Regions from separate parts of the Ovis aries genome. Here region 2 is linked to region 1. Evidence: chromatin contacts called from public Hi-C data. All regions are on one chromosome and are shown on one strand. The core of a region is the stretch at or near the end of the contact, and the rest is flanking DNA. Distances in the headings are between cores, read along the strand shown.

Evidence for each region. Hi-C and Micro-C count contacts between places; a contact is called where the count stands out from the background.
Region 2: a contact with region 1 is called in a Hi-C map of liver, with 2.5 times the contacts expected there. The contact joins the enhancer-like site here to the promoter of SOD1 in region 1. A contact is called at or near these places in 2 of 16 Hi-C or Micro-C datasets (liver and mixed tissues).

Annotation. Positions count from the first base shown.
Region 1 is chr1:124,526,769-124,531,271 of ARS-UI_Ramb_v3.0, forward strand. SOD1 (superoxide dismutase 1) reads right to left here and starts at 1,546. Exons shown (of 5, transcript NM_001145185.2): 1 at 1,388-1,546. The coding sequence starts at 1,459.
Region 2 is chr1:124,579,030-124,583,020 of ARS-UI_Ramb_v3.0, forward strand. No RefSeq gene overlaps it. Among named protein-coding and RNA genes, the nearest start is that of SOD1, 53 kb to the left of the region's middle. Within about 2 kb of position 1,467, at least 1 of the 54 cell types and tissues checked has an H3K27ac peak or open chromatin away from gene starts, as enhancers often do. A contact at or near this core is called in liver, where this site is marked.

The DNA of each region.
Region 1 (4,503 bases), core at 296-2,795:
ACAGAAATGACAATTCGGTGCAAAGGAAATACTCTAGGCCTCCTCGAATTCTCAATCCTCCATGCACTGTTAAGAACCACTTTGGAGGCTTTAAAAACTGCAAATCTCAGACTGCACCGCACCAGGTTCTGACGTAATCGATCCTGAGTTGAGCCCTGGAATGTCTATTTTAAAAAGCTCAGCCAGTGACTCTGGGGCTTCCCTGAGGGCTCAGCGGGTAAAGAATCTGCCTGCAATTCAGGAGAGCTGGATTGATCCCTGGACTGGGAAGATCCCCTGGAAGAGGAAACGTCAACCCATTCCAGTTCCTTTTGCCTGGAGAGTCCCATGGACAGAGGATCCTAACGGAGTACAGTCCATGGGGTCGCAAAGAGTCGGACACGACTAAAGCGACTTTGCACCCACGCAGTGAATCTGAGTCTGCCGTGCACCCAGGATTACTATCGCTCTCTAGAAAACCCCTCAAACAACGGAGTCTGTTAGAGCTCTGGTTTTTTTGGAGCTCTGACCAGGGCCGTTTTCTCTGTCCTCACAGAGCCTGACCATGACCTAGGGCAGGGTGTGTCAGCAAACTTTTCTGTAAAGGGTCACTGTTGCATACTCGTGTTTTCCTTTAAACACAAACATTAAAACAAAACAAAACTACAAAGACCTGAACAGATAAAACCACTCAGCTCGAGGGCTGTACAAACACCAACCCCGGCACGGACTGTGCGCGTGGTTTGCAGAGCCCTGAGCTGGAGCACTCGAACCTTCAAGGGAAGCCCCAAAGGGATAACGGATGCCACGAGAATCCTGAAGGCCCGGCCGCACCCCGCCACTCCCGAGATCTCAAGGACGGGTCAGGCCTCTGGACTGCGCAACTCAAGAATCGGCGCGCAACTCAAGAATCCGCAGGATGCCAGGACCCTGACACTGACCCCGCCGAGAAGGGCGGGGGGTGCGGAGGCGGGGGGGCATAGCCTCACGGCCTCCTCAAAGCAAGGCAGGTCTCCGTCGGGGCCTGCGGACGTCGAAGGGGCGCCGCGGCAGCCGGTTCTCCTCCTCCCTCGCTTTCTCTCCGCCCTCTCGGGCCCGCGGTTGTCGGCCTCCCCGCCCCCCCACACACAAAGGGGCCGACCGGGTGTTCCCTTCCTGCACCCCCGCCCAGGCCTCGCCTCGCACCGCCGCCGGGCTCGCCCGGTGACTCAGCACTTTGCGGCAGCAGGGGCGCGGGGGGCGGCCCGGGAGGGGGAGTGGACCGCGGACCCGCCGAACCGCGCGCCGGGGGAGGGAGGCGTGGCGAGGGCGGCACAAGGCCCGGCAGGGCCGCCCTGCCGCTCCAGGGCACAGGTTGGCGCGCACGGCCTCGCCGCTGGTCTCCCCCCTCAACCCCGCCAGCCCTTGCCTTTGCCTCGAAGCGGATGGTGCCTTGCACCGGGCCGTCACCCTTCAGCACGCAGACGGCCTTCGTCGCCATGACTCGGGGGAAAGGCTCTCTGGCCCGGACCGCTAGAGACACCCCCACCAAGCAGACAAGGAAACGCCGCAGAACACACGCCGACGCAAAACCGAGGCGAGCGCGCCGCCGCACTTTTATAGGGCTGGACCGCCGCGCCCCGCCCACCCTGGCCCTCAACCAATCGCCGACCGCGCTCTCAGCGCGCTCCCCTGCAACGGGGAGGCCTCGGGGTCCCTGACGGACCGGGGGGCGGAGCCAAGGGGCGGCGTGAGGAGCCCGTCACTCAAGAGCTGTTGGCCCCCTCTAGCCTGTTGCTGTGTGAAAACACGCAGTAAAACCTGGATGCGTGGGGAAAAAAAAAAAAAAAAACTCCCCCCAGCCTTTCTCCTCGAACGGGTGTGATCTGCGGATTGCAGTACACGAAAGTGGGACAGGGACGTGGCACGCCTTGAAGATATGAAGTCCCTTTGTCCGCAAATGTTAGTGAGTGATAACTGACTTTGGTCCTGACGTTGTCGCCTTTGTGTTTCACAAGTTGAGACTCTCATGCTGGGTGTTTGTGATAATTTCCATTTTTTTTAATTGCGTTGTGGCTTTCCGAGGGTCTGTAAAGACGGTGGATCTCAGTCCCGGGTCTCACCTTTTCTTCTCTGCAGTTTTCTTCGTCCTAAACACATAAGACTTACGTATTTGGTTGTCAGAATTACGTCTTTTCGAATATTTCCTGTGTGGCAAGGCCACAAACCCGAAAATGCAAAAAAAAAAAAAAAAAAAAAAGCCAACTGATTGATTTCTATATCCCTCTGTGTTTTGTCTGCTGCCCCCAACAGTCAAGGAGAGGGGGAGAATGGGTGAATGATACCTCCATACATTTCTTAACCTTCAAGGAAGACGTTTCATGAAACTAGCTAACAGCACAATCCACTTCTGAGGGTTTTTATTTAAAAGTATAAACGTTTACTTGTGTGCTCAGAAATCTCTAGAAAGATGTACGGGAGACTGTGGGTGGATACCTTTGGGAAATGCAAATTTAACTTCACTAATGTTCTCTCAAAAAAATATATTTTTTTTTTACAATGACTATGCATTTGCTTCTCTCCTGGCTCAGATGGTAAAAAATCTGTCTGCAATGCAGGAGACCTGGGTTCACTCCCTGGGTGAGAAGGATCCCTTGGAGAAGGGAAGGGCTACCCACTCCAATATTCGTGTCTGGAGAATTCCATGGAGAGAGGAGCCTGGCCAACTGCAGTCCAGTGGGGTCTGCAAAGAGTAGGACAGGACTGAGTGACTAACACTTTCACTTTTTACTGTGCATTTGTCTGCAACAGTTTGGCTCAGAAGGAGAATCCCCACCACCACCATCTGGCCCCACCCCCACAAACATGCTTTTCTTGGCAAAATAGTTTGATAACCATGGGATTGCCAGGGGGCATCAAGAGAAGAATCTTCCTCTTCCCTCCTCAGCGGGCTGCCTGAGTAACAAAGATGAGTGAACTGTTTTCAGAGCTGAGTTTAATTTAATCTGGAAGCACGCTTTTGACTCATCTAGAAGGCTCGTTAAACCACAGATTACTGTGTTTCTGACCCAGTGGGTCTGTGGTGGAAACCTGGAATTTACCTTCCTCCCTTGTTCCCAGGGAGCTCTGATGTTGGCAATTTGAGAAATTCTGACCTGCAGGTGTTTTTCATGCCCAGTGAACTTGGCAAGTTGAGGGCAAGAGCTGGACCTACTTGACTCAAAAGAGGAGATGGGAAAAGTATACTGAAAAGAAACAGGGAGTCAAGGAGACCCAGACAGGGGCCGATGAGGGACACACCTAAGAGAGGAGAGCTCTGGCTGCTAGGGATTTCTGTTGAAATCCTCCGGTCTCCCAGTGAACTCCCAACACAATCTGCCTTTTCTTCTAATGTAGGCAGGATTTAGCTGTGGCGCTAGTGGTAAAGCCTGCCAGTGCAGGAGATGTAAGAGACCCGGGTCAGACCCCTTGGTGGTGAAGATTCCCCTGGAGAAGGACATGGCAACCCACTCTAGTATTCTTGCCTGGAGAATCCCATGGACCGAGGAGCTTGGTGGGGTACAAGCTTGCTACAGTCCATGGGGCAGCAAAGAGTCAGACACACTGAAGTGACTTAACATACACACACAGTTGTGGGGATGATGAAATGCTGAGTGAGACCTAGTTCAAGGTCAGAGTGAAACAAGGCAGAAACTACTTCAGCCACGTGTTGGCTGCACGTGACTTATTTAATTCTACCTTTGGGCTCAAATCGTCATCTGTCACAGATACACAGTTCACTTTTTTTTTTTATCATCCTCTTGAAAGTATACATATTTGTAATTTTGCTTGTTGTACTCAACTAGCATTTTCTAGTTAGCCTGTAAGTTGCATAAATGTGCAGATCACAGCCAAAAGGCCTTTGCCCAAGGCCAAAGTTTCTTTGGCTTCCAGGAAGTTGGAATCAGATTTCAGTTCACATGCCAACAAGCTACCCCACGTGCAATGGTGCTGGGATCCGGGTTCCTCCTCTTTCGAGATAGGCAGGCAAAGCCTGGGGTAGTGCTAGGGCTGTGTCATGCAGGATTCGAGGGCCCCTGAGGTTCATTCCTAGAACTACCCTCACGCACGGAGTCCCACACTTCAGAGGGCCCTGTTCTGTTCCTCCTTAGGCCATATTTCCCCTGGGGAGAGGTGTGGAACTGAGAAGATGCTCCCACAAGAGTCTTACCCCTCCTTCTAGAACAAGGTTGTGTGTGTGTGTTAGTTACTCAGTCGTGTCCAACTCTGCAACCCCATGGACTGTAGCCCACCAGGTTCCTCTGTGCATGGGATTCTCCAGGCAAGAATACTGGAGTGGGTTGCCATGCCCTCCTCCTGGGGAATCTTCCCGACCCAGGGATGGAACCCATCTCCTGCATTAGCAGATGAATTCTTTACCACTGAGCCACCAGGGAAACCCACCCAGTACGTTGGACTGACTTCAAAGAGTTAATGATCAGGAAACATGAAGATGGAGAAACAAAGACTAGCCATTGAACCGAGGAGCTGCTAGCAATTTAGACT
Region 2 (3,991 bases), core at 217-2,716, 52 kb after region 1:
AACCCGTTCACTCTCGGTACCTGTAGACTGAGTGGGACTGACCTGTTCCCCAGATTCAGTGGGCACATGATCCGGCCCTAGCCAATCAGGGCGTTCCATTTTGGCTGCAGTCATTGGCTCAGGGATGGGCACATGATCCCAACCAGACCAATAAAAATCAATTCCTGTCATTTCACTGGACCTACTGGGAAAGAGAAGTCGTCTTCCCACCAGGATTTTCTAATTGGGAGGATGGGAGGCCAGGGCTACCTGCCGCCATATTGCCATGAGGAAAACCTGCTGTTAGGTGAAAACATCCAAGAGGAAAGGAGAGCCAAAACAAGCGGAGAGATATGGATCCTTGTCACTAAGCATATGGATCAGCCACCTCAGCCTTTTACTTTTTAGGCCAATAAATTCTCTTTTCTGCTTGATCAGATTTTGGTCACTCCCACTGAAATTATCCTGATTAGTACAAATTGGTGTCTTAAGAAGATACCAGTAAACATCTATGGAACACTATTATGTAACAGAGCCGCCTGTATTTCTGTTACATTGATATCATCACCTCATAAATTTTCAAAATCGCTTTGCCAAAACCTCTTGATAATGGTAGCAAATGAATCTCTTTGCTCACAGGGAAGAATTTTAAAAAACTGTTGTGCCACCATATGCTTTTTCTGTTGCTGTTATTTCCTTAAAAAATTTTTTTTTCAATTGGAGTATAGTTGCTTTATAATGTCGTGTTAGTTTCTGCTGTACAATAATGCCACATGCTTTTTAAAGTTTTTAGCATTTAAAAAATCATTTTCATGCTGTTTTAAGTTTTTGCAAATGTAATTTCTCCCATATTGTTTTTGTTTAGTTGTTAAGTGGTACCTAACTCTTTTGCCACCCCGTGGACTGTAGCCCACCAGGCTCCTCTGTCCATGGGATTTCCCCAGCAAGAATGTTGGAATCCCCCCTTCTCCAGGGGATTTCCCGGACCCAAGGAGCAAGCCGGAGTCTCCTGCATCAGCAGGTGGATTATTTACCACTGGGAAGAATGACATTTTCAAATAAAATTCATACATTACTTTTTCAGGTATGAAGTTCCACTTATGCAAGATGAATACATTCTGGCAATCTGCCTGCTCTGCAACACTGTAATTATAGTTAATCATTCTGTATTGTACACATAGATTTGTTAAGAGGGTAGATCTCACCTCAAGTGTTCTTACTACAAACAAAATCTCTCAGATCACTTTTATTTTTTTGTTATTATTGGCTGCACTGCATAGTTTGTGGGATCTGCGTTCCCCAACTAGGGTTCGAACCTGGGCCCTCAGCTTTGAAATCACCCAAGTCCTAACCACCGGACCGGTAGGGAAATTCCTCTCTCTGATCACTTTTAAAAGCATCTGGGCGATTTCTTGGCAGTCCAGTGGCTAGGACTCTGCACTTTCATTGCTAAGGGCCTGAGTTTGTCCCCTGGTTGGAGGACAAAGATCCAGCAAGCTGCAAGGCCTGGCCAAATAAATAAACAAATATAAAAGCTGGTGGAACCTTAACAGTAAAAGTGAAGTCACTCAGTCGTGTCCGACTCTTTGTGACCCATGGACTGTAGTCGGCCAGGCTCCTCCGTCCATGGGATTTTCCAGGCAAGAATACTGGAGTGGGTTGCCATTTCTTTCTCCAGGGGATCTTCCTGAACCAGGGATCAAACTCGGGTCTCCCACATGACAGGCAGACTGTTTACCATCTGAGCCACCAGGGAATCCCGTAGTACCCCAGTGACTTAATAACCATCACGAATCATTTACAAAATAGGTAGCAAACTCTTTCACTAATGACAGTCAGAAATTTTGCTTCCTTTCCCCCTTCTGCTCCACACCCCCTATAGAGTTCTAGCGAGATATTTGAGAATCTTTGTTGAACACCCATCATTTCTCTCCAATGAAATGCATAAATTTAAATATCTTCCACTTCCTGTGATCATAAGGCTATAAGGTTTAACTTTTCTTTAATTTGTATTACTTTACCATTACTGTGATCAGTAGTATACAATCAATTAAAACAATATACAAAATATTATATAAAACAATATACAAAAATATTGATAATTATGATATAAAACAAAAAATAATTTTATTAGAAATACATAGCTTAATGAAACAAGTGACTTCATTGGTAACAATGAATCCATCCCATTGGTGATAAAAATTCCTAACTGCTAGGGGACTTCCCTGGCGGTCCAGTGGTTAAGCTTCCACTGCAGATGACATGAGTTCAACCCCAATTCAGGGAACTATGTTCCCACATGCCATGTGGTGCAGCCAAAAATTTAAAAAAACATACTGCTAGAATGAATCAGGCTTTGGCATGAACTCTATCCCCACTTTTCATATAGAAAAGTACTGTGGAAAACTACCCAGCAATAGAAAAAAAAATTGATTCATGCAACAACTTGGATGAATTTCAAGGGTAATGAAATGACTGGAAAAGCCAGTCTCAAAATGTCAGATACTGTATAATTCCATGTATATGACATTCTCAAAATGGCAGTATTCAGAGACAGGCTGCCAGGGGTTAGGGATGGTGGGGGTAGTGGGGGTTGTGCGGATAAAGGAGAAGCGTAAGGAAGTGCTTTGTGGTGATGGCGCAGTTCTGTACTGTGATTGTGGCGGTGGTGATGTGACCCACACACGCGATAAAAGGGTGTGAACTACCCCCACATACCGCACTGGCATCAATTTCCTGCACTGCAGCTACAGAAGTTTAACCACTGGGGGGAGCTGGGTGAAGGATGTGTTGAACCTCTCTGTATTGTCTTTGCAACTTTCTATGAATCTATATTAATAATTAAAAAAAAAAAAGATGTAGGGACTTCCTTGGTGGTCTAGTGGTTAAGACTCCATTTCCACTGCAGGGGAGTGGGTTCAGTCCCTGGTCAGAGAACTAAGATCCCTAATGCCACGTGGTGCAGGCAGATTAAAAAAAGAAAAAGATGTATGCACTGAGAAACCAGCTTCACATTAATCAGGAGATGGTTTGGAAGTTTTGTTACAGCCCTGTCATTCGATTCTTTAAATTCCTTCAGCACTATTTGCCAGAAATCATTTAGTGATCTTCCATAAAAATCACTTTTAATGCTGTATTAATGGGCAGTTCACTTAGGTCCCCCTCTAATTTTGTGTAAAATAATGCATGAGGGACTTTCTTGCTGGTCCCATGGTTAAGACTCTGCACTTTCAATGCAAGAGACCTGGGTTCAGTTCCTGATCAGGGAACTAAGATCCCACATCCTGTGTGGCATAGCCAAAAAATTAAAAAAAAAAAAAAGTTGAAAACAAAACTCAGGCATATTTTTTTTAATTAAAATAAGAAACACACATAGTGCAGGGGAAGTGACCTGATTTGTCAGGACTTGTGACCCAGGCATCAGTCAGTTCTCTTGGGCCACAGAGACACTGCCGTTCCCCCTTGTTTGATGCCCCCGGGGACCCCTTGCTTCCGGGGATGGGACTCTTTGTGAGACTGAGAGTGGTTGACACAGCTGTTTCCTCTGTAAAGTAGGAGAGGAGTAATTGTAAAGGGGTGAGAGACTGAAAACCAGCTTGCAGCTTCATCCAGATCAGCCTTGGAGGAGAGAGTTAATGGAAGTTGAAGATCTGGAAACTTTCTCCCCTTTGGAAGGTTACCAAGACACACCATCACCCCAGGGTAAAGTCAGACCCTATTCAAAGATCCTATTAATAGTCTTGTTTTTATATCAAAGGGAAAGATGTCCTTCTGTGTGTGTGTGTGCGCGTGTGTGTGTGTGTGTGCGTGTGTGTGCGCGCGTGTGTGTGTGCGCGTGTGTGTGTGTTAGTCGCTCAGTCGTGTCCGACTCTTTGCGACCCCATGGACTGACGGTAGCCCTCAAGGCTCCCCTCTCCATGGAATTCTTCAGGCAAGAATACTGGAGTGGGTAGCCATTCCCTTCTCCAGGGGATCGTCCCAGCCCAGAAGAAGTTATAACACGGGTAAGTGC